Linked DNA regions of Sus scrofa: region 1 is linked to region 2. Evidence: chromatin contacts called from public Hi-C data. All regions are on one chromosome and are shown on one strand. Each heading gives the region's core, a stretch centred on a gene start, on an enhancer-like site or on the middle of the called end of the contact. The rest is flanking DNA. Distances are from core to core; before and after follow the strand shown. Region 1 holds the start of LOC100525350 (polyprenol reductase). Region 2 has its middle 120 kb from the start of KDR.

Evidence for each region. A called contact is a pair of places that touch in the nucleus more often than the background predicts.
Region 1: a Hi-C map of omental adipose tissue shows a contact between it and region 2, with 1.9 times the contacts expected there. The contact joins the promoter of LOC100525350 here to the enhancer-like site in region 2. A contact is called at or near these places in 1 of 5 promoter capture datasets (fetal skeletal muscle), 2 of 47 Hi-C or Micro-C datasets (alveolar macrophages and omental adipose tissue) and 2 of 2 datasets of contacts at active chromatin or transcription factors (alveolar macrophages and skeletal muscle).

Annotation. Positions count from the first base shown.
Region 1 is chr8:42,022,989-42,029,007 of Sscrofa11.1, reverse strand. It overlaps LOC100525350 (polyprenol reductase), which reads right to left and starts at 4,656. Exons shown (of 7, transcript XR_298920.3): 1 at 4,314-4,656.
Region 2 is chr8:41,733,667-41,739,941 of Sscrofa11.1, reverse strand. No RefSeq gene overlaps it. Among named protein-coding and RNA genes, the nearest start is that of KDR, 120 kb to the left of the region's middle. Within about 2 kb of position 4,006, at least 15 of the 83 cell types and tissues checked have an H3K27ac peak or open chromatin away from gene starts, as enhancers often do. A contact at or near this core is called in omental adipose tissue, where this site is marked.

The sequences.
Region 1 (6,019 bases), core at 3,407-5,906, 290 kb before region 2:
TCCTCCCTTGGCCACTTTGTTTAATTGAAGCAAGTCCCTGAGAGCAAGAGTAAGATATTCTTATGGTAACACTGGGCTGGGCCCTGAGCAAGCACTCCTCTGATCTAACCTTTTGGTGCACATTATAAGCCAGGGATTGATCTAGGCTCTGGGGATGTAACAATGAACACAAGAGACAAGGATTCCTGCCTTCCTTATACTCACAGTCACTCACAGAAGTACATTTTACAGCATGTCAGCAGGTGCTAACTGCTAAGGAGAAAATTAAAGCTGGTGAGAAAAGAAGACAGTATTATACTTTTAAACAGTGTAAATAGGGCATGTCTCACTGAGAAGGTAATATCTGAACAGAATTACAGGAAATGAGGGCATAAACCACCTGGCTATTTTGAGGTAGAGCTTTCCAGGTAGAGGAAACAGGCAGTGTGAAGGCCCTGAGATAGGAGAAAGAACTAGCAGAAAGGCCCAGAAAACTGGACTGGAGCTACATGGGGGGCAAACCATAAGATACAAAGTCAGTGAGGTGGTGGGACAAGACGGTAGAGGGTCTTTGAGCTCTTCCTGTCTGTTGGAAGCCACTAGATGGTTCTGAGTCAGGAGATGTTATCTGACTTAATACATATTTGCTGACTCCCAGAACTGATCCCAGAACCAGTTAGGGGAGTTTTGGCATTAACTAAGGAAGGGAACTAATGGTTACTGAGTTCTGAGGAGGTCCCTGGCCGTGTGCTATGTGCTTGGATGTCATCACCACCTATATGACAAGCAGATGCAATTATGCTAACATTCTAATCCATAGAACAACCTCTTGTGTGGACCACAGTAACAGCCTCTTATCCAGTCTTCTCCACACAATGACTAGTCATCTTTTCCAACATAAACCACATCATGCCATGCCCCTTCCCCCATCCTAAAGCCACTTTCCACATACTCAGAACAAAATCTAATCTCCACTGTGCTCTGTAAGTCCCTTGTGGGCCATCTGTCCTGGCCTTCTGGAACTGAACTGCCATATCCCTGCCCCACCCCTTCCTGAACAGCCTTTCCAGTGTTGTCACCACCACCCCACATCTTGCTTGGTTAAATAAATGAATGAAAGAGAAGGTATCTCATCCAAAGTTACCCTCAGAGAAAGGAGTCAAGTTAATCAACAAACCAGTTAAACCTAAAACCTTTTTTTTTTCAAATTCATTCAAAACACTGATAATTACTGATCAGGGATTGGGCCAGGGCTATGGCAACAAATAAGACAAAAGTAATTGTATGGAAAGTTTATAGTCTAGAACAAGAGTTCTTTTTTTTTTTTTTTTTTCTTTTTTTTAAGGTCACATTCGTGGCATATGGAGGTTCCCAGGCTAGGGGTTGAACAGGAGCCACAGCTGCTGGCCTACGTCAGAACCACAGCAACGCCATATCTGAGCCTCATTTGTGACCTACACCACAGCTCAACACCAGATTGTTAACCCTCTGAGCAAGGCCAGGGATTGAACCCACAACCTCATGGTTACTAATCAGATTCATTTCTGCTGTGCCACAATGGGAATTCCTTGAACAAGGGTTCTTAACATTTTTCTTCCACAGACTCTTTTGGCAGTCTGGTGATGACTACGGGCCCCTTGCCAAGCAAAAAATACTTAGGGATTACAAACCAGTTATACTGAAATAGAGATAATATAACCACTAAGAAACATATGTGATATAGTAATATACGTGCTGTTTCTTCAACGTGTTAAATAACAAAATCTAGTGGAGAATAACAATATAGTATTCTTACAGTGATAAAAATAATGTTTTGAGATCCCTTCAATATTTTTAATGTAATATTAAAAAAAACCCGCCACGAAATTGCAGGTACTGCTAATGCTACTGTGGTTTGTTGATTACGTTCATCATTAAAGAAATGCTGAACTTTATTTCACTAACTAAATCAGCTGGAAGTTAGTGAAATAAAGATGTAATTTTTTTCAATCTGATTTGCCCCAAATTCTATCCACAGACCCCCCCCTGGACTGCTGGTTAGGACCCCTGAACTCCAGTAGGGAAAGCCTGGATGGTTCTCTTTGTCTCTAGAGCTCATTCAATTGCAGTGTTTCCATAACATTTTGAAATATTAGAAAGAGAAGTACCTCCAAATACACTATGCAAGCCAAGAGCACTTTAACTCATTTTCTAGGTCATATATTTAATCAGACTTTCTGGGAAATCAAAACGCTAGGAACCAAAAAGAAAACAAGAAAAACAATTATCATATTAACTTAAAAAAAAAAAAAAAAGGAAAAATATCAGACAGGGCTACTGAAATCAAACTCCATGAACTCATTTTAGGTTTAATTCTTGTCTCTTTAGGAAAAAATAATCCCAAACAAAATTACCTAAGCTTTTAGATGAAGAAACATGATTTATAGCTGTCCATTAGAAATGGAGTATAGAACTTACAGGCTCATTTCCACTTTTAAGAGTACTACTAAATTTTGAACAAGGAAAAGTTGTATTTATTTATTTTTTGCCTTTTTTTTTTTTTTTTTTTTTTTTTTTTTAGGGCCGCACCACAGCATATGGAGGTTCCCAGGATAGGGGTCTAATCGGAGCTACAGCTGCTGGCCTCTGACACAGTCACAGCAATGCCAGATCCGAGATGCGTCTGCAACCTATACCACAGCTCATGGCAACGTCGGATCCTAATCCACTGAGCGAGGCCAGGGATCGAACCCGAGTCCTCATGGATCCTAGTCAGGTTCATTACTGCTGAGCCACAACAGGAACTCCCACTGGTACCTTTTCAAAATGCAGAAAATAAATTGCTAGAATTGACACTCTCAAAATAATTTTTTTCTTCACTTTATAACATTAAAATAAATGACAACCTAGGAATGCCTCCGCTATGAGGTAGAAAAGTACTTAGTATAGTCGAAACCTGATTAAAAATAGTGACAGGGGAGTTCTCCTGGGGTCTCAGTGGTGATGAACCCAACTAGTATCCATGAGGATGTGGGTTCTATCCCTGGCATCATTCACTGGGTTAAAGATCTGGCACTGTTCTGAGCTGTGGTGTAGGTTGCAGATGCTGCTCAGATCCTGCATTGCTGTGGCTGTGGTGTAGGCCAGATTTGACTGCTAGCCTGGGAACCTCCACATTCCACCAGCGTGGCCCTAAAAAGGCAAACAAACAAGCAAACAAAGCCAAAAATAGTAACAGGAAATTTCCACTTGTAAAGAGCCTGTAATAACTAGTAAGTTTAATCCTCATGTTTGAATCCTCTACTTCTTCCCAGGACCTCATTCCCTTCACTGTTGCTCAGAATGATCTAGTTCTCCCCTCTCAGTGTTAATACCTGATGAATCTTTCTCCAAAATGGGAAGCCACGGTTTGGAAGCCAAGTTTACTTAGGCCCTATCCTGTCTGTGAATATGGGGCACTGCCTACAGAGAGGTTAAGCAGTAAGTGACCAAGGTGTTTATACATCATAAACCCTGTCATATTTCTCCATATTCTTTCCTAAATGCCAACTTAGGACGTACCTCCAAGTAAAGTCATGGCTTTTGTTCCTACCATCTAGAAGTGGGTGGCTCACTGTTCTGGCTATATTCTGAATTTAAAGTAAAAACAGAGAAACAAAAATATCGCCAAACAGGCCTTACAATTTCTGAAAGAATTCTATTTAAGCCCTAACGGTGTAACTTCCCATTAAATTCAGTTATGAAATTTGCTGAAAGTCAAATGGCGCTTGGGGGGACCTGCTTTGCCTAAAACGTGCCATCTCGGGCAATTTTCTCCAGGGGCACCTGCCAAAGTGCGGGTTTGAGAGTCAGTGGCGTCAGCCGGTAACCAGCTTCTCAGACTTAGTCCTGACTGCGAGGATTGATGAGACACATAGGGCACAGAGAGGAGCGAAGGGGGGGCTTGCCTTCATTTCTAGTGAGTTCCGCAGACCTCAAGACAGATGATGAGCCCCTAAAGTGCAGGAGAAGGGAAGGAGGAGAATCTGGGGGCAAAAGAGACTTGAACTTGTGACCAGGCCTAAATTTGGAAGTCTTTCCCCAAAGGAAAGACTACGTGCAACCACCAATTCACCTTCCTGCGCCCTCGAGGATGCGCGCGGCTCAGCATCACCGGTGACGGCGGAACCGCGGCGCATTTCGCCCCCAGGGCCACGCAGCAGAAGCGGGCTGCGCAGGCGGGCGGCCTGTCTGGGAACTCCTCTGGGCCTCCCCGGCCGGGTCCGCTTCGGCTCACGCCCGCCTCTGCTGCCCCCTGCTGGCTGTCTGAGCCCGGCACGCTTTAGCCACCGAGACTCGCGCCCGAGCACGGTTACCTCTTGGGGACATCAAAGGCCCGGCAGATAGCAGGGCGCGGCGGTCCCCCATGCTTCGTTTTTCCATGGCGGATGAGGTCCTGGAAGAGCGCGCAGCCCGGAAGCAGGCGGGGCGGCATGAGCTGCAGCAGGAGGGTCAACAGGAAGGCGGCGGCCAGCGTGAGCCATACGGCGCGCAGCGGGTTCAGTACCAAGAGCTCGGCCTCCAACCGGGGGACCATGGCCGGCACACCCAGCGTCCACGCTCCGGAGGTCGGCAGCGAGGGGCAGCAGAGACGCCAGCACACGCAAACCGCACCCGGGGCTAGCCGGGCGGGACGTCGGTGACGCAGCGCGGGGCGGAGACGTGATAGGCCCCGCCCCTGGGGGAGGCCACGCCCCCTGGGAGGAGACGACGCGCCACCGCGCGGGCTCCAAGGTCTGGGTCCCGCTGATGCTAGCAGGTTGTCCTTTGTCGCTGGTTTGAGTTGGGGTGCCTAGATGGGACCCCAGAATGTGATTGAACAGTATGATTCAAAGAGGCAGAACGGATAAGACGGTGCCTGAGAGTTTTTATTGCAGCATTATTTTCAATGGAAAAGTGGAAACAATGCAGAATGTTCCACTTTAAGGTATTTAGCTAAATTATGGTACAGTAACACATTGGAATGTCATACAGTAATTGACATGGTAATTATGAAAACTAAAAACGCAGTGAACTCTTTACTATAACTGAACCTGTGGACTAAGGGAAAAAAAGCCAATTATAAAATATATAGCTATGATTGCAATTATGTAATGTGAATGTACGGATGAAGACGGTAGATCATACACAAAAATGAATATTATATTAGATAAATGTGTATGATTTGAATACGCAAACTAGAAAATCATGAAGACACTTGCAAATACAAAAATGAAAGTGATAAAAATTGGTCCTTTTCCTGCTGCAGTTCCACTCCACATAGGCAAAGCTTTTAACTTCATCAGCAATTTCTTTTGATATTTACCTCTCTGCAGTAACAGTGTGATTTTTCTTGACTCATCAGTTTTAAACAACATTGATTTTTGGTTAGGACACATGAAAATTTAACCCTTTTAATACTTTTAAAAGCCTTTAAAATGACAATTCCAAAAAATATTATCATATACCTATTATATGACGGGTATCATTTTGGACAATGAGAACAGAGAGGCTTATGGGACAATGTCCTTGACTTTTTGAAGCTTACATTCCTGAGATTGGGTGGCATGTGAGGGGAGCACCAGCCCTTATCCCAGTGAGGTACCCTGTGTGTGTTGTAAATCAGCGTCAGGGAACTGGGTGGAAGGTTAATGTGGCTTGAACAGTCTTTTGCATTGTTAAATGTGCCAGCTTCTTAGAGTTTTGCTTCCTTGTGCAAGGAAACCTCAGGCTGTACCAGTGACTTAAGAGCCATGTGATAAAGGATGGTCACATTGGCCTTCCAGCTGGGACAATGAGATCTCTTTCTATGACCCAGGGTTTTTGCAGGGTCACCTCTTCATTGCCCCTTCACTGTTTTTAGGGTAAGCCCATAGAATCTCAGCTGGCCCTTCTAGGACATCTTTCCAGAAAAGCTACTTGAAGTGCCTTGCAGGGACCAGATTTCCTGGGAGGTTCTGTTGTACTTTCCTGACCTGGGGCAGGATTGCAAAACAAGGTGTGTGTGTGTGTGTGTGTGTGTGTGTAGTGGAAACAGGAAAGA
Region 2 (6,275 bases), core at 2,757-5,256:
ATCATGCTTGCTTTTTCTTCACTGTGGAAACACGTTTTACTGTGGTGTGGCTACAGCTGAGATGGCCACACCCCCAACCAAGAGTGGGCGGTGACCTAGGCTTGGCCAACCCGAATGCTGCCTCTTCTCTACCCTACCACAGTGATTGGCTCAAGGCCCAATCAGAAAAACTATCGTCACACCCAAAGCTCCACCCTCTAGCACCCGCATCCAATAGTTTACCTGGTTTGGGGAGGACTGGGCTGTGAGTGACTGGCCTGGGGAAATTTTCAAGCTTCCCCAAGTGGCCTCAAACTGGCAGTGTGCTTAAAGCTGGAGGCTGCATGCTCTTCAGAGGGCAGATGGCAGGCTCATCTGGCAAGTGGGACGTTCTGACTGAAGGGAGATCCCTGGCAGGAGGGCAAGTCACACAGGGAACCTCCCTTTCCGACTTGGCCCCCCAGAGCTGACTCGGTACTTCATAGGAGCGACCTCAAGAGCATCCTGGCTGTTTTGCATTATCAGCATCTATTACAAAGCCACATGATAAATGACGGCCTGTTTCCTCACTTCTGTTTTCGAGGGCACCACGAAAGGACATCACACTCAACAGCCATGCTGGGCCAGAACTCCCCCGCCCCCTCCTTCCCTCCCCCCGTCAGGACTAAGGTTCTCCCCAGAGCGTGATTGATCACAGGAATGGAAGGACTCCAGCTGAAGTTGGGGAGAGAGGAAGGATGGGCAGTGGGATTAAAGTGGAAGGAAAAGTTAAAAGAGTGAGATTTTTTATTTTTGCAATGTGGCCCTCTGCTAACCATTATTTCAAAGCTTCCTGAATGGAAACGAATCAGGAAACAGCACTGGGACTAATAAAATCATACTGGAGAACAGCTGGGGATAGCATCGGTAATCATTAATAAACCACTATTGTGTGAGACCTTCGGTCATACATAAACTTGGCTAATATCCTTCTTCTCCCAATATCCCTAAAGTTTATCTTTTTTTGAACAATGAGAATATAATTCAGAAAGCTAAGTGACTTGCCCAGGGTCATGCACACTGGATCAAGACGGGGAAAGAAGTTAAAATTATGTTCTTGGCATTTAGTTTCTTTACTCTTAAAGCATGGAGGTGTTTAGCTTTCCTGGCTGTGCCCTTCTGTCGCCCCATCTGCCTGGGGGGATTCAGCTCATTTTCAGTCTCAGTGAACAGGGCTAACAATGTTACTTTTGACATTAAGTCAGAAGATGAATGTCCTAGAACGAATCCCCATTGCTTTTTCTGGCGATTGACCTGGTTGACCTGGCCTGAGAATTGCCTTGAGCCAAAGCACTTTAGACCTTAAAGAATGTATTTTCTTTTCTTCTCCTCTCCTTCCTTTGTGGCAGAGACTTTTGTCCACCTGGTCCTCAGTTAGGTTTTTTGTTTTGTTTTGTTTTTTAATGCACATTAATTTTAGATTCTCTTTCTGCTCATTAATTCATTCATCAACTAAATTTATAAAGCATCACTGTTTATTGAGCACCTACTCTGGGCTGGTGCCATGATAAGTTCTGGAAGGATGGTGGCTCAACCTAATTAGGGGGGTAGGAAATTTTTTCCCTGAGGAAGGATTAGCTGGACTTGAAGGATGAGTAGGCTTTAGCTAGGTGAAGACGGAACTGGAAGAGAATTCTGGGATAGCAGGTATGTACACCTGGGGCAGTGCACAGGTATTCAGTTAGCAAGGAGGACTTGGAAAGATAGAAAAGCATGAAAACTGTTAAGGAGTGATGACTTCCCCCACCCCAAACAATGGGAAACTGAAAGGGTTCTATTTTTATTTATTTATAAAATTCTTTTGCTTTTTAGGGCTGCACACGGAAGTTCCAGGCTAGGGGTCGAATCAGAGCTGCAGCTGCCAGCCTGCACCACAGCCACAGCAATGCTGGATCCAAGCAAAGTCTGTGACCTACACCATAGTTCATGGCAATGCTGTATCCTTAACCCCACTGAGCGAGGCCGGAGATGGAACCAGCATCCTCATAGTTCTTGGTCGAGGTCGTTACCGCTAAGCCACAATAGGAACTACAGAGGGTTTTAGATACACAAGCTTCTGGCTCCATAACTCCCTCTTGTCCTAGAACCCCAATGGCTATGGGAGAAAATCAAATGTTTCTTGATAAATACCTGAGTTCCCACACCCTGGCCACACCCATGCCTCTTTAACTCTGGGTGTGAATTGACACCAGGAGCTCCCGTAACAAAGAACAGCCTGCTTGGGGGAGATAGGAGGGGCTGTCCTGAGAGATTCAGATCTCCCCTCGCAGAGATCTCATTTCAGAGTGGCCATGAACGGAGAAAGGTTAAGAGAACTCCAGTGACCAAGGCGTTCCAAAGAAGGGGATCAGGGGACAAGCACAGCTGGGAAGGAACAATCCTAAGATTTTGTGATCCCAGGCCAAATTCCACGAGTGCCTCAGAAGGCACCTGGCCACACTCATAACTGCATGCGGAATTAAAACACAACGACCTTCCTTGTCTCCTGCTGACTTGTTTTGGGTGTGCCCTTGAGATTCCAGTCCCGATTCTCCACTCAGGGAGTGGAATCTTGGAACATGCTCCTTTTTTTTAACCTTCAGCCTCGCCTTTTTGCCTATGCACACCCCAATTCCAAAAAACTGCCCTTCTTGAAACCGTTTTCATCATTACTCCTGCTGCTTCAAAGCTTTTCCCTCTGCTGCCCACAGAGAGGAGCTGTCATGTCTGGGGCCTCCTGGCAGAGGAAGAGAGGGAAGCTGAGTCATTGTTCATTAAGCATCATGATCCTGCCTCAGGACCTTTGCACATTGGCCTGGACACTTTATTGAGATACTTGCCTCACCTTGAGTCTTAGCTTATTTTTTATTATATTTATTTATTTATTTATTTATTTATTTAGAGCTTCCCCTGTAGCATATGGAAGTTCCCAGGCTAGGGGTTGAATAGAAGCTGCAACTCCTGGCCTACACCACAGCCGCAGCAACGCCAGACCCGAGATGCATCTGTGACCCACATCACACTCACGGAAACACTGGATTCTTGACCCACTCAGCAAGGCCAGGGATCAAATCAGCATCCTCATGGACACTAGTTGGGTTCATTACCGCTGAGCCACAATGGGAACTCTGCTTATTTATTACCTTCTTACTAAGGTCCTCTTTATGGTATTTAATACCACGCATTTTCCCATCTTCCTTACGCTACTTTCTTTTCCTTGTTTCCATATACCTATCTAGAACACACCACGTCATTTTCTTATTTCCTATGCTTATTGCTTATTGTCTGTTTTATCCAACTGGAATCCAAGGTCACTGAGGGCATGGGTGTGTCCCAAGTTCACAGAGCATGCCTGCATGTGGTAGGTGCCCACTGAGTGTCCCCTGGTGGATGAATGCTCTCCAGCAGGATGATGCATTATTGTCTCCATTACTGCTGTTGTGCTACATGGCCAGTGGACCCTGATGTCATCACAGTGGCACATGGTATTAGGCATGGGTAACATCTCTGCTCCAGGATCCTCTGAGATAGTCTCAATGTTCAGTCAAGTCTCCTTAGACACAGAGGAGTGAAACAAAAGATAAGTAATTGATCTCTGATAGTCACTTCATATCAAGGAGAAAATGTTTGATGCCCCATGGGCACATGTATTAACAAATGCTTTGAAAATGGGAGTGGTGGGGAGTTCCTGTTGTGGCTCAGCGGAATGAACCCAACTAGTATCCATGTTGACGCAGGTTCAATGCCTGCCCCACTCAGTGGGCTAAGGATCCAGTGTTGCTGTGAGCTGTGGTGTAGGTCGCAGATGTGTCTTGGATCCCACGTTGCTATGGCTGTGGTGTAGGCTGGCAGCTGCAGCCCTGATTCAACCCTAGTCTGGGAACTTCCACATGCTGCGAGTGCGGTCCTAGAAAATAAAAAGAAAAGAAAATGGGAGTGATGAGAGTGGAGGAGAGGCGAATTACAAAGCCCTGAGAACTGTTCCTTGCCCCGGACTCTCATGAAGTCAGGAGGTGGCAGGCCAGCAAACACTGACCACACTCCAATCAACAAGGTCAGCGAAGAATTTACATGCAGGAAGTCATCTATTTTTAATATTGCAATTGCTTTCCTGTTTTCCTTTATTCGGTATGTTACCACAGGAGCCCCATTCCAAGAGTTTTGTTTGAATGCTTTCCTCTCCTATTTTTCTTTTTTAAATTTGGATGCAGCCTGGTATTTTCAGAGAGCCAACGTTCTCCTATTATTTAAAGAAAACCAGGAGGCCGGGTCAACTGTCAGGCTGAACAATGCCGGGCTGATGCAAAGTGTGAGGGTCACAAAGGTGGAGATGCTAAATGGTTGGGCTGAAAGGGAGCTCTCTTCTGGGGACTGGTACAAAAGGGTGTGCCTGGAGCAGAGGAGGGCTGGAGGTATGCTGGGTGAGCCAGCCCAGCGAGGCAGGAGGTTTCTTGCCAAACTGGCAGGACTTGAAGTGAGTCCCTAGCAATCCACCCCCATCTCAGTCCTACCTCACCACACCCCCGTGGAGCGAAAGTGAGACATTCCTTTCATACCCAAAGCTGTCCAAGCCCCTCCTGGATGTATTTATCCAGCCAATTATCTGTTATTCAGCTGAGGTTGTGTAGACTTTGTCTTTTCCGAGATTGCAAAGTTTCCCAACTGTTTGATTAGAACGCTGTGCAATCAACCCTGTTTACTTTATCCTTTCATTAGCCCTTTGCAGTGCCATGATTGGCAAAGCCTGGATGGGAACAGAAGCAAAAGGTGTCAAGAGATTTTTTCCCCAAACACAGATTCTGTATTGTAACACAATGCTTTTTGAGCTACATCCTGGCTAAGGCTGTTTGCCGGGTTGCAAATCCTCAAGACTGTCTTCCCTTCTGTGTGGCTGAACTTGAGTTGCTGAACTGTGGGTTGTTCCTTGAGTTTTCTCCCTGGTCTCCCATCAGTCTCCCTGGCCCTGGTTCTGGGGCATTTCAGCTCCTTGGCAGCAGTCGCAAGGAGGGCACTTCCCTTGCTGAGCATCGGCCCTGGACTTCCTGCCTTGACCTTGCAGGTGTTTCCGTAATTTCTCCTGGAAATCTGGATGGTCCCGTGCGCCTGCAAGTCCTAGATTTTTGCCCCCCACCTCTTTCTACGCTTTGTTTGATGTCTCTGAGTCATAGTCACATATCCAGTTTAGGTTGCTTTTTTGCTGGTAACTGGTTCTACTTATTTTTCTGGTGACTTCAGCAAACTCATAAGGGAAATGCTTTTGTAGATCAGAAAAACTTGAAGTGCACTCCCCTTTCACAAAGATCAAGGTCAACACTGCAACTGAGACAGAAACCACCCCCAATTTTTCATATTATAAATGATTTTAAACATTAACCCATGAAGCCAAGTGGAGTTGTGCAGTGAGCAAGGCTAACCCCATATTAAAAAAGGGAACTTGTCAAGGTTAAATTGTTGATCAAAGCAGAAGCCCAGCAAAGAACTCTCACCACCAGTACCATCTCCAGAACTGGAGCGAAGTTTGAGGAAAATAGAGCATTCTGCCTTATGAGATTCAAGGAGCTATCCCTTTGTTTAAACCCTTGTCATTGTTGTCTAAGGCATCCCTGTGCTTTGAAAGAAAAATTGCATTATTTGAGTCAGAATTGGCTTATTAGTATCCCATACCTTGTTCAACAAACAATACAGGAAATACATATAATATAACATAGGCTTAAAATTGAATAACAGGGCCAGAGAAATACAAATTAGAACAAGAATGGAGATGAGGGAACCAAAAAGATCTTACAAAGCAATAAAAATTGAGCAGTAAATTTGCCTCAGAGCTGCCTGATGACCAAAGCAAAGAAAGAAACAGGGTTATTTACACAGATGTTATTATCCACGGGGGGGGGGGGAATCCATTTCTTCCATTTCTTCAAGAAGCAGAGCATTTTGGAGTTCCCATTGTGGCTCAGGGGTAACGAAGCTGCCTAGTATCCATGAGGACACAGGTTTGATCCCCGGCCTCACTCAGTGGGTTAAGGATCTGGCATTGCTGTGAGCTGTGGTGCAGGTCGAAGATGTGGCTCAGATCCCAAGTTGCTGTGGCTGTGGTGTAGCCTGGCAGCTGTAGCTCCGTTTCAGCCCCCTAGCCCCATATGCCACAGGGGCGGCCCTAAAAAGCAATGCATTTTGCTTTTATTTTTGAAGGAATTGTCTCCTGGAAGGCCTCAGCAAATCAAGTAACATTTTCATAAGGCCATCTATTTCAGGATATGTCCATGAGGTGAAACCTTGGG